Regions from separate parts of the Rattus norvegicus genome. Here region 1 is linked to region 2. Evidence: chromatin contacts called from public Hi-C data. All regions are on one chromosome and are shown on one strand. The core of a region is the stretch at or near the end of the contact, and the rest is flanking DNA. Distances in the headings are between cores, read along the strand shown. Region 1 holds the start of Nat10 (N-acetyltransferase 10). Region 2 overlaps Elf5 (E74 like ETS transcription factor 5).

Region 1 (4,215 bases), core at 539-3,038, 320 kb after region 2:
CTAAGCCCAATGACCTGAATTTGATCCTCAGAATCCACATGGCAAAAGATAAGAATTGCCAGGCAGTGGTGTGCATACAGGCAGATCTCCCAGTTCCAGGAGGGGGATCCAGTGGGGAGAACAGACTCCTCAATGTTCTTCTCTGACCTCCACCGTGGCCACGGTATACAGCACACAACACACCACATACACAATTAAAACATAATAAAAATTCAAATGCACATGTTACTTATAAAGTGAGAGAAAAAACATATTTCTGATACAATGTTTCTTTGGGTGAGAAGCCACACTAATGGCTCTGTATCCGTGATTTTAGAAAGTACTATCTGATTATTGGGTATATAGTAGTAAAAAATTTGCCTATCTATGGGGGACCCGACTCAATTTCTCCAGCATCCAGTAAAACACAAACATTATCTAATTACCCATAACAAATACACCAAAAAAAAAAAAAAATTGAGAAAAATCAATCACATTCCCATGGTATTAGAATGTTAGGCTATGTGATTTTAAAATCCCAGCACCTGCTGCACTCTAAACAAAACCCCCTTCCCTAAACATGGGCTTTAGCAGGTCTTAATATAAAACACTATCACAACAAATAGCTCCTGTTTAAAAGAGGAGAGCAGAACAAAGAAATCGAGTATCCCAAGGCATTAATGTAACAAACCAGCTTTACAGTCTGATCCACCCAAATCCAAAGCAGTTCAGTTTGTAAGTTTTATGTTGCCAGTCACATAAACATCTACACAAATGAATGGATATCTAGTTGTTAAAAGAGTCTAGCTTTGTTATAGGAGAGTCAGAATTAACAGATAAGGTCCCTAACTACAAGCTTTAAATCTAAAAAATACTTTTAAAAACTAAGTGAAATACAACTACACACAAAATTAGATGAACAATTAATGGCAGGAGTAAAGACTCTAATAATCTAAGATTACTACTGCCTAATAGATAAGGAAGGAATTGCTGGAAATAGAAAGCATGAATCGTTTTCTGTTTTTTATTGCTTTTTGCTTAGTTTTTTCAAACAGTCTCACTATGCAGACCAGGCTGGCCTTGAACTCCAACGAATATTCCAGACTCTGCTTACCAAGCGCTGGAATTAAAGGTATGGGCCACCACAACCAGACAGACAAATCATTTTCATTTGGCTGTATCCATTCCGGTAAACACAGCAGCACGAGGTGCACTGTCAAATGTCCTGAATGATACAGCTAGATAAGTACAAACAAACAGACATACTGCAGTACTTGAGAGCAGAATATCCGGGATTAAGCCGCGTTAGTACATAACCTATCACTGCTACGAGGAACCGAGTTTCTCAGAAAGTAGTTTTGACACCCACCCATTCTCCATTCTCCATTCTCCCAGTGAGAGAGGCTGGAGAGTGGAAAAGAGCCGTGCAACCGGAAAGTGCTCGAGAAGCCAGCCCCGAGTGTCTGAGTATCCGGGACCAGGAATGTTTTATCTGTTGGGCAATCCAGGCGAAGAGGAGTGCGAAGATCAGGGCATCAGCCCGTACAGAAACTTCCGTCCTCGAGCCAGTGTTACGAGCCCGTAAATGGCCCCAAACGCACACACCAACATCCGACCCAGCCCTTTCCAAGGAGTACCTGCGTCCCCGGCACGGCGGACCTCAGGCAGTCGCACAATGAATGCACGTGAGGACACCGAGCTGCCACGCAGGCTGACAGGTTTGCTGGAGAAAACGCTGCACAGCTGAGCTCGCCAAGGGGCCGACGCTGCACGGGAATCCGCTCAAGTGGCAGCACGTGGGCTAGCGCTGAAGAGGGGACCTTCCTGCTATGGGACCTTCCAAAGCTTCGACGCTTAGTTATGACGTAACACGCCAGGCGCCTGCCGCACCGCGCACTAACTCCGGGCCGCCACTACTGTGGAGCAGCGTGCCATTTGAGGCCGGTAACCTGGCTTTGGCAGACGGAAGTAGTCCTTTAGATATCCGGGTGTCTGGCAGCTGACCTTAGCTATTTGTACCGGAACTCTTCTACTGCAGCTTCTACTGAGCGCCTCTATAGCAGGGTTGTACGAGGTAATAGCTGTTGCTAGTGTAGGTGTTGTTTTATCAACCCCCTAACTTCTAATAACATGAAACTAGGCCACTAACTGCTTTATTCATCTTACTTGAATTTCCATCCCATAGGCTGTCTGGGAGTATCTGTAGACTTTGTACCCACCATCCTGGCCGCTATATTTTGCAGGCTCTGCATATTATGAGTGTTCCAAAAGCCCAACATTGGGTCTCAAGGCTTGTCCAACATCCACAGGAAATACCCATAAGTATTTCTGCCTTCCTTTTGGAATGAAGCACGTGAAATTGGTTTATCCTATATTCTTGGACATCACAAGTCCTGTTATCTAAAACGGAATTCCTCCAAACTTACATACCAACAATTTTTAGTATCAATCCAAATTTCAATCCACTTAAAACTTCATGATGCCAGGCAATATTGTTTTGAGTCACCAATATGGCCTTTGATTTAATACTAAGGTTCTAAATATACCTAATAAAATAACTTTGTTATAGTGGGCAGAGAAGTCCTATAAGGTGGTGGTGACACAAGCAAAACCCAAAACTTAAGAAATGGCCATTGAGAATACTCGACTTAAAAAAAAAAAAAAAGGAACCAGTATAGGAAGAGGACATAAGTGGAGAAATAGGAATTCTGCATAAGTAGCCCAGATATGGGATTTTGGTTATAATGAAAATGTCACTGAAATTTTAGGGACAGAAATTGTGTGCTAGGATTACCTTAGTCACTGCAAAATCTGACACCATGTCAGGGTACAAACAGGGACAATTGCGATGAGATAGTGTATAGTCAGATTTAGGGTAGCCACAGTGCTTGATGGCTGAGCTGCCCATGCTGTGAAGTGATTTTACTTAAGGCCTAAAGTATATAAAGACATCAAGATAGCTTTCAGCTTACTGCCCACTGCCCCTATCAAGCTGGACTGAAAACAGTTGGTGTAGAATACTATTCCAGTTTAGCATATCAAATGTGTTTAAGAGAGGATGGGTATGGGAATAGAACTCCACACCTTTTTCTTCTTCAACCTGTCCCTAGAGTCAAAATTCTTGTCAGGGATGACTTCAAGTGACAACACCTGCTGAGCCATTTCACTGGCCAAATACTTTACTGTGAGTTTTAAATTTGAGGTGATTGGTGATTGATACCTAAGTGCCAAAGAACTAATAGTCAGAACGGTGAGATTGGATTAGGTCACTTGGATTAAATAAAGCCACCTATCAATGAAGGCTTACAGGACCTGCACAGGATACTCAGTGGTGACAGGTGATAGGGAATCTGAAATCCTTTCAACTTATACCTCAATTTACACTACTTACAACTCAATTTTTTGCTGCAAAGAATGATGTACATTCTAGATTCCATTGACCCATAAACTTTTCTTCTCAACACTGCAGTGAAGGTCTTTTCAATGGTAATTTTATTGGATGGCCCACTATCCCAACACCCCCGAACAATACATACACCATTTTAAAGCCTTCAATAGCTTCCAAATGTTGATACAAAAACTAAACATGGAAAACTGCCTTTTCCAGTTTCTCCAGCCAGATCTTGCTAAAGCACCAAACATCAGTCCCTGGAACATATGCCTCTGACTCTTAATCCAGTTTGCCATTCCTCACCCTTATGTTAGCTGAATTATCTTTCAATGTTGTCTTTCCTGATCATACTAACTACATCATGTATTTATCATTAACTGCATTGTTGAATCATACCACTTACTACATACATCTGGGCCACTAGTGTCTTGGGTAATTTTGTCACCACTGAAGAGTTAACACTGGCAACATAATGCCTGGCAAGAGAAACCCAAATGTACTAATAAATTTCAGGTTGTTTCCCTAAAGAAATATAGTACTTAAGGAAATTAATACTGACAAGTAGATATACCAGAACCTCACTGGTATAGTACATCAGAGATGCTGCTACTTTCAATCCCAACAGTGAGGGGCAAGGCTACGCAGGAAACTGGTTGAGCTTCACAACAAAGTAATAATGTACAGTGCGCTTCCAGTACCAAGACTGGGAACATACAGTAGTCTAGCTTTTTCCTTAAAAAGACCACACCCAGAATCTCTCTCAAGGAGCACTTAAGGAAGTTTTCCTTAGGGTGTATGCAACTCACAGGCTTTGCTCAAGGACTATAAGCAATCATGTTTCATAT
Region 2 (4,623 bases), core at 1,329-3,828:
TGGGCACAAGGCAGTAAGAAGTCAGCAATTTGATAGCTTATACAGTAAGCCTGTCCTAGAAAACACAGACCATACAGCCACAGAGTCTATGACCCATGCAATGTTGCATGGTCCCAGATATCCTGGAAAATGAAACCAGAGACTGCCTTCCAATGCTGATGTGCCAACTAGAGACCACAGCGTAGTCAAAGAGGACAGGACCCCATCCTGGAGGCTTTGATAAAAATTGATAGCTATCATTATGTTTTTAAAGCACTTAGCTCTGTGCCAGGTATAGAGCAGGGAATCCTGGATATATGAACTCACATGTACTCCCCATCTCCATCTGCATCTGAAGAAAACTGGGGAGCAGCAACTTTAGAATAAACACAGACCTGGGACTGATGTGGGCATACACATACGCATGCACACATGCATCGCTACCCCCTGGGCCCTTCTATTTCTTCTTCTCCCCACTCAGTGGAGATCCAAGGTTCCTAGGACTTGTCTAGCTCTGAATCTAACTTGATAGTAATCTATAATGGGGGATCTTCAACTTAGTTCCTACCAAAAACCCAGAAAGCCATGAAGCCATCAAAACTGGCCAAGCAGAAACAGTTCAGCCCTTGATTTCTTTCCTTCTCTCTCCACCTGTCCCCTCCCTCCTCCACCGCAGAAATGTCAGTAGAGATCACACTGTACTCAAGGACAGAGCTTATGGTTTGAGTTCTTGGCTAGTGACTGCTGCCCTTGAGCCTTGGAGTCTCTCTGTGGCGTGCTAGTGCGGGGCTAGGATTTCTGAATGGCCTGACAGTGTGATGAGCAGCAATGAGCTTGATTTTCAAACCCTGTCACCAGAGCTCCATCCTAGCTTCTAGAGGACACCTGATTATAATCTCACGATAATAAACTTAAAAATTTAAGTTTCCAGTATCAAGGACAACCAGGCCTGTCCAAACCTCAGAGACAGCAGTAGGAATATGCCTCCCCTCACGCCACACCAGGTACCCCAGCTACTTGGGTATGGTTGTTATGAGGCTGGTGTCTGCAGACGTGCAGAGCTCCTTCAGGGTACTGCAATGACCCAACAGCTCATCTTAGTGAAGGGTTTGATCAGGCACCTACCTGGAGATAGGCAGTAATGACTTCATCTCCTCTGCCTAGCCTCTACCTCAACCATTAGATTAAAGAGAGAGAGGGAGAGGGAGAGGGAGAGGGAGAGGGAGAGGGAGAGGGAGAGGGAGAGGGAGAGGGAGAGAGAGAGAGAGAGAGAGAGAGAGAGAGAGAGAGAGAGAGAGAGAGAGATTTGGAACCTTCTCAACCCATGAGGGACTTCTAAGTCACCTGACCTGGAACAGTAGGAACAGAGTAACCTGACCAGATGGACAATCTTTATGTCTCTTGTGTAATCCCTCTGCTCTGTGCCCCGCCCCCATCACACCAAGTCAACTCCATGTGGAGCTCAAGGGACCACGGAAAGGAAAAGCTTGCCCCTCCCCTGGCTCTCCTTGTAGTCCAGTGAAGACTTCTTATCTGCTCATGGTCAGCAACTCACCTTTGTTTGTTCTCATGGCTCCGCTTGCTTCCCACCTCCCCACCCCCAAAGATCCAGTGACACAATGGGGAAGTCTAGAGATAGGGATAGACACACGGCACAATGAGCCAGTGACCACTGTTCAGACCATTTGAGCTACGTGCTCACTCGGTGCCTACCAAACACCCCCGAGAAGGACATGACCTGGTGGTGAGTGTCAGCTCCGGGATGGAAACACTGTACTCAAGTCCAGCTTCACACCTGTACAAAATTCTTAGCCTCTCTGGGTTTCAAACTCCTCCCTAACAAAATGACAATAATGTTAGCATTGTCCACAGTTGCTAAAGGACTATGATGCAGAGTATGAGGCTTCTAGTAAGCACTGAGCATTTGCTAAAAGGCTCCAGAAGCATAAGCTTTAGTGAGCGAAAGGTGAGATGGGTTTTAAAGGGAGAAGAAGCACGCTATGATTCAAGAAACACATGGGTGATTTTGGACCTCAAGTCATGGGGTGGGGGCTCTAGCACAGGACACGGGTGCTCTAGCCCAGGAGGTGGGCTCAGGGGAGGCTTCTGAAGAGATCCTGTGGGGTGAGAGTCTGCTGAGTAGATGTGGTGAGTGAGGAATGTGCAAACGTCCTGAGGCAGAGGCAAGTCGCAGCCCACTGACACCAACGAACCTGGGATGAGGGAAAGTAGGGGAGTGGAAAGAGACAAGGCTAGAGGGCTGGGTGAGGTCCTCCGCTTCATGTGACAGGCTTCATCCTGGTGACACTACAAGACATTCACTTGGGGAGGGATAGGACACCCTTTCCTCCCAAGGTCACATGTCCAGCCCTTTGTCCCATCAGTACATATCCTAGACTATACGGTCAGCATGACGAGTGTAGTGCAGACAGAGAATAACAGTTATTTAACATCTGCCTTGTGCCTGGGAGGGAATACATAGGTAAAGACAAACCCTGCCCTCTAGTGGACACAGACCGCAATGCGTAGGCACTCAAAGGCAATAAAGACAGGGAAGTAAATGTGAGATCCTGAGTAGAGGCCCAAAGGCAGTATGTGTGATTAGAATTTGCATAGTGGGAGGAAGTCACCCCTAGAAGGTGAGATGAAGTTGTGACTACCCAGACAGTCAAGGAAAGGGCAAAGAGCAGCTGCAAATGCGTCACGGTGGAACGTGCCTGCCTCTTGAGCAAGAGCCCATGTGACTGAAGCAAAGTGAGCCCAGAGCTGGAAGAATAGACAAAGATTTAAGGTGAGGCAGGTCTGGTTCTAAAGTTCTTTTTATAATTCATATGCGTTGAGACAATGCATGTGGGTATCTCAGAATATCAATTAAAGCACAATAATATGTGATTCAATTTAATATTAAATTAATTCTCTCTTCATTCCTGAGTTCTCATCTCTGTTTTCACTGTGTCCCTTCCAATCTGCTCTCCGCACAATCACAAGAGGGATCTTCCTAAACCGTGGGCTGCTGAGATAGGAAGGTATCTCGGTAAGCAGTTTGTGTAGCATGAATGAAGCCTTGGGTTCCAGCCCCAGCACAGCATAAACCAGAAGAGGCAGCACATGCTTGTATTCCCAGCACTTAGTGAAGACGCGGAGGGAGGCAGGGTCAGAGTTCAGGGTCATCCTAAACTACAGTGAGTTCAGCATCAGTGTGAGCTATCTAAAGCCTGTCTCAAAAGAAGGCAGGGAGTGGGAATCTCGGATTTCATTTTAATATAAATTCTCAAACCACCCCCCGCCCCAGGCTCCAAAAACATGGCCTGCCACTGTCTGCAACTTACATGGGTGCAGTAGCTCCTCCCACCCTCACCAGCCACAGGGTGTGCAAGCTTCCTAGGTGCTCTATGATAGAAAGGACTTCATGGTCACTGCCCCTCCACCCAAAACCCTGCTGCTGCTGCTGCTGCTGCTGCTGCTGTTGCTGCTGCTGCTGCTGCTGCTGCTGCTGCTGCTGCTGCTGCTGCTGCTGCTGCTGCTGCTGCTTCTCCTCCTCCTCCTTCTCCTCCTCCTCCTCTCCCTCCTCCCCTTTTCTCCTCCTTCCCCTTTTCCTTCTCCACCTTTCCAGCCCCCCTCCCTCTCTCCTCCTCTCCCTCCCTTCTCCTCCCTCTCCCTCTCTTCCTCTTCTCACTGGTTCACAATGGAACTGTCTCCTCCTGTGAGATCCTCCCTCAGAAAGAAGCCACTTCCTTAGCTCATTCTCCATACAGTGTCATGTATTAATCACGTTTGAAGCAACAGGTGATTTGTCTGTTTCACCTGGGTTTCACCCGGTCACGTGAGCTGGGGCTGTGCCTGTGTCTTCTCTCTTGTATTCCAGCAGGAGCCCAGTATGCACTTACGGCAGGTCCCAGGACTGAGCACATCCCACCCCTCCATCTCCTAACCACCCTAAAGAGCCTCCTGCCACAAAGGCTGGCAGTTAACGTCCATTCTTTGGAGTGCAGCTTGAGGCTCCTCCACTGCCACGGGTCCTTCTATTTCAGATGCTGATTCCAGTTGCTTGAAAACAAGTGGCATCAAGAGTCAAGACTGTCACACCCGAACAAGTAAGCCTAGACACCACTTCCTTTCCCCGAAGCAGTTCACCTTTGAAACTAAGTGTTTGAGTGGGACCAGTCCCTTCCCCAGGGAGGCAGTGGAAGCGTGTCCATGAAGTGTGTCCATATATATGATCAAAATCATGACTTTCACTTGGACATAGAACTTTAAGAATTAAAGAAATGTTCTGACGGTGTTCTATTACTGAAGGAGGGTTTTATTTTTCCTGATCCACCCTGTGGCCTTCTCATTGAAGTACCCAGGGGGAGAGAATAAAGGGAATGTGGGGAATTGAGCGGTCTATGAGCCTTTTGCAGCACCAAGATCTGCCCGGGGCAGAATCTAGCCACTTACCATGCATTAAACCACTAGATTGTCAGCTCACGGTATAACACAGGTACCTTATTACACCTTTGCCACCTACGGCAATGAAAGAGAATCCGGCATTTCCAGATCCAGGAAACCAGGGAGTCATAGCCCAGATGGGTCTTATCTATGCCCTAAAGGCACAAGAAAAATACCAGCTCCCCATGATAAATGAACTGTAGGGCAGCCATC

What was found. Hi-C and Micro-C count contacts between places; a contact is called where the count stands out from the background.
Region 1: a contact with region 2 is called in a Hi-C map of hepatocytes, with 1.7 times the contacts expected there. The contact joins the promoter of Nat10 here to the enhancer-like site in region 2. A contact is called at or near these places in 2 of 12 Hi-C or Micro-C datasets (Schwann cells and hepatocytes).

Annotation. Positions count from the first base shown.
Region 1 is chr3:110,603,041-110,607,255 of GRCr8, forward strand. It overlaps Nat10 (N-acetyltransferase 10), which reads right to left and starts at 1,789. Exons shown (of 29, transcript NM_001399512.1): 1 at 1,617-1,789. Caprin1 (cell cycle associated protein 1) reads right to left here. Exons shown (of 19, transcript NM_001012185.3): 19 at 3,449-4,215.
Region 2 is chr3:110,284,478-110,289,100 of GRCr8, forward strand. It overlaps Elf5 (E74 like ETS transcription factor 5), which reads left to right. Exons shown (of 7, transcript NM_001108956.2): 5 at 4,011-4,073. Among named protein-coding and RNA genes, the nearest start is that of Elf5, 22 kb to the left of the region's middle. Within about 2 kb of position 2,579, at least 13 of the 93 cell types and tissues checked have an H3K27ac peak or open chromatin away from gene starts, as enhancers often do. A contact at or near this core is called in hepatocytes, where this site is marked.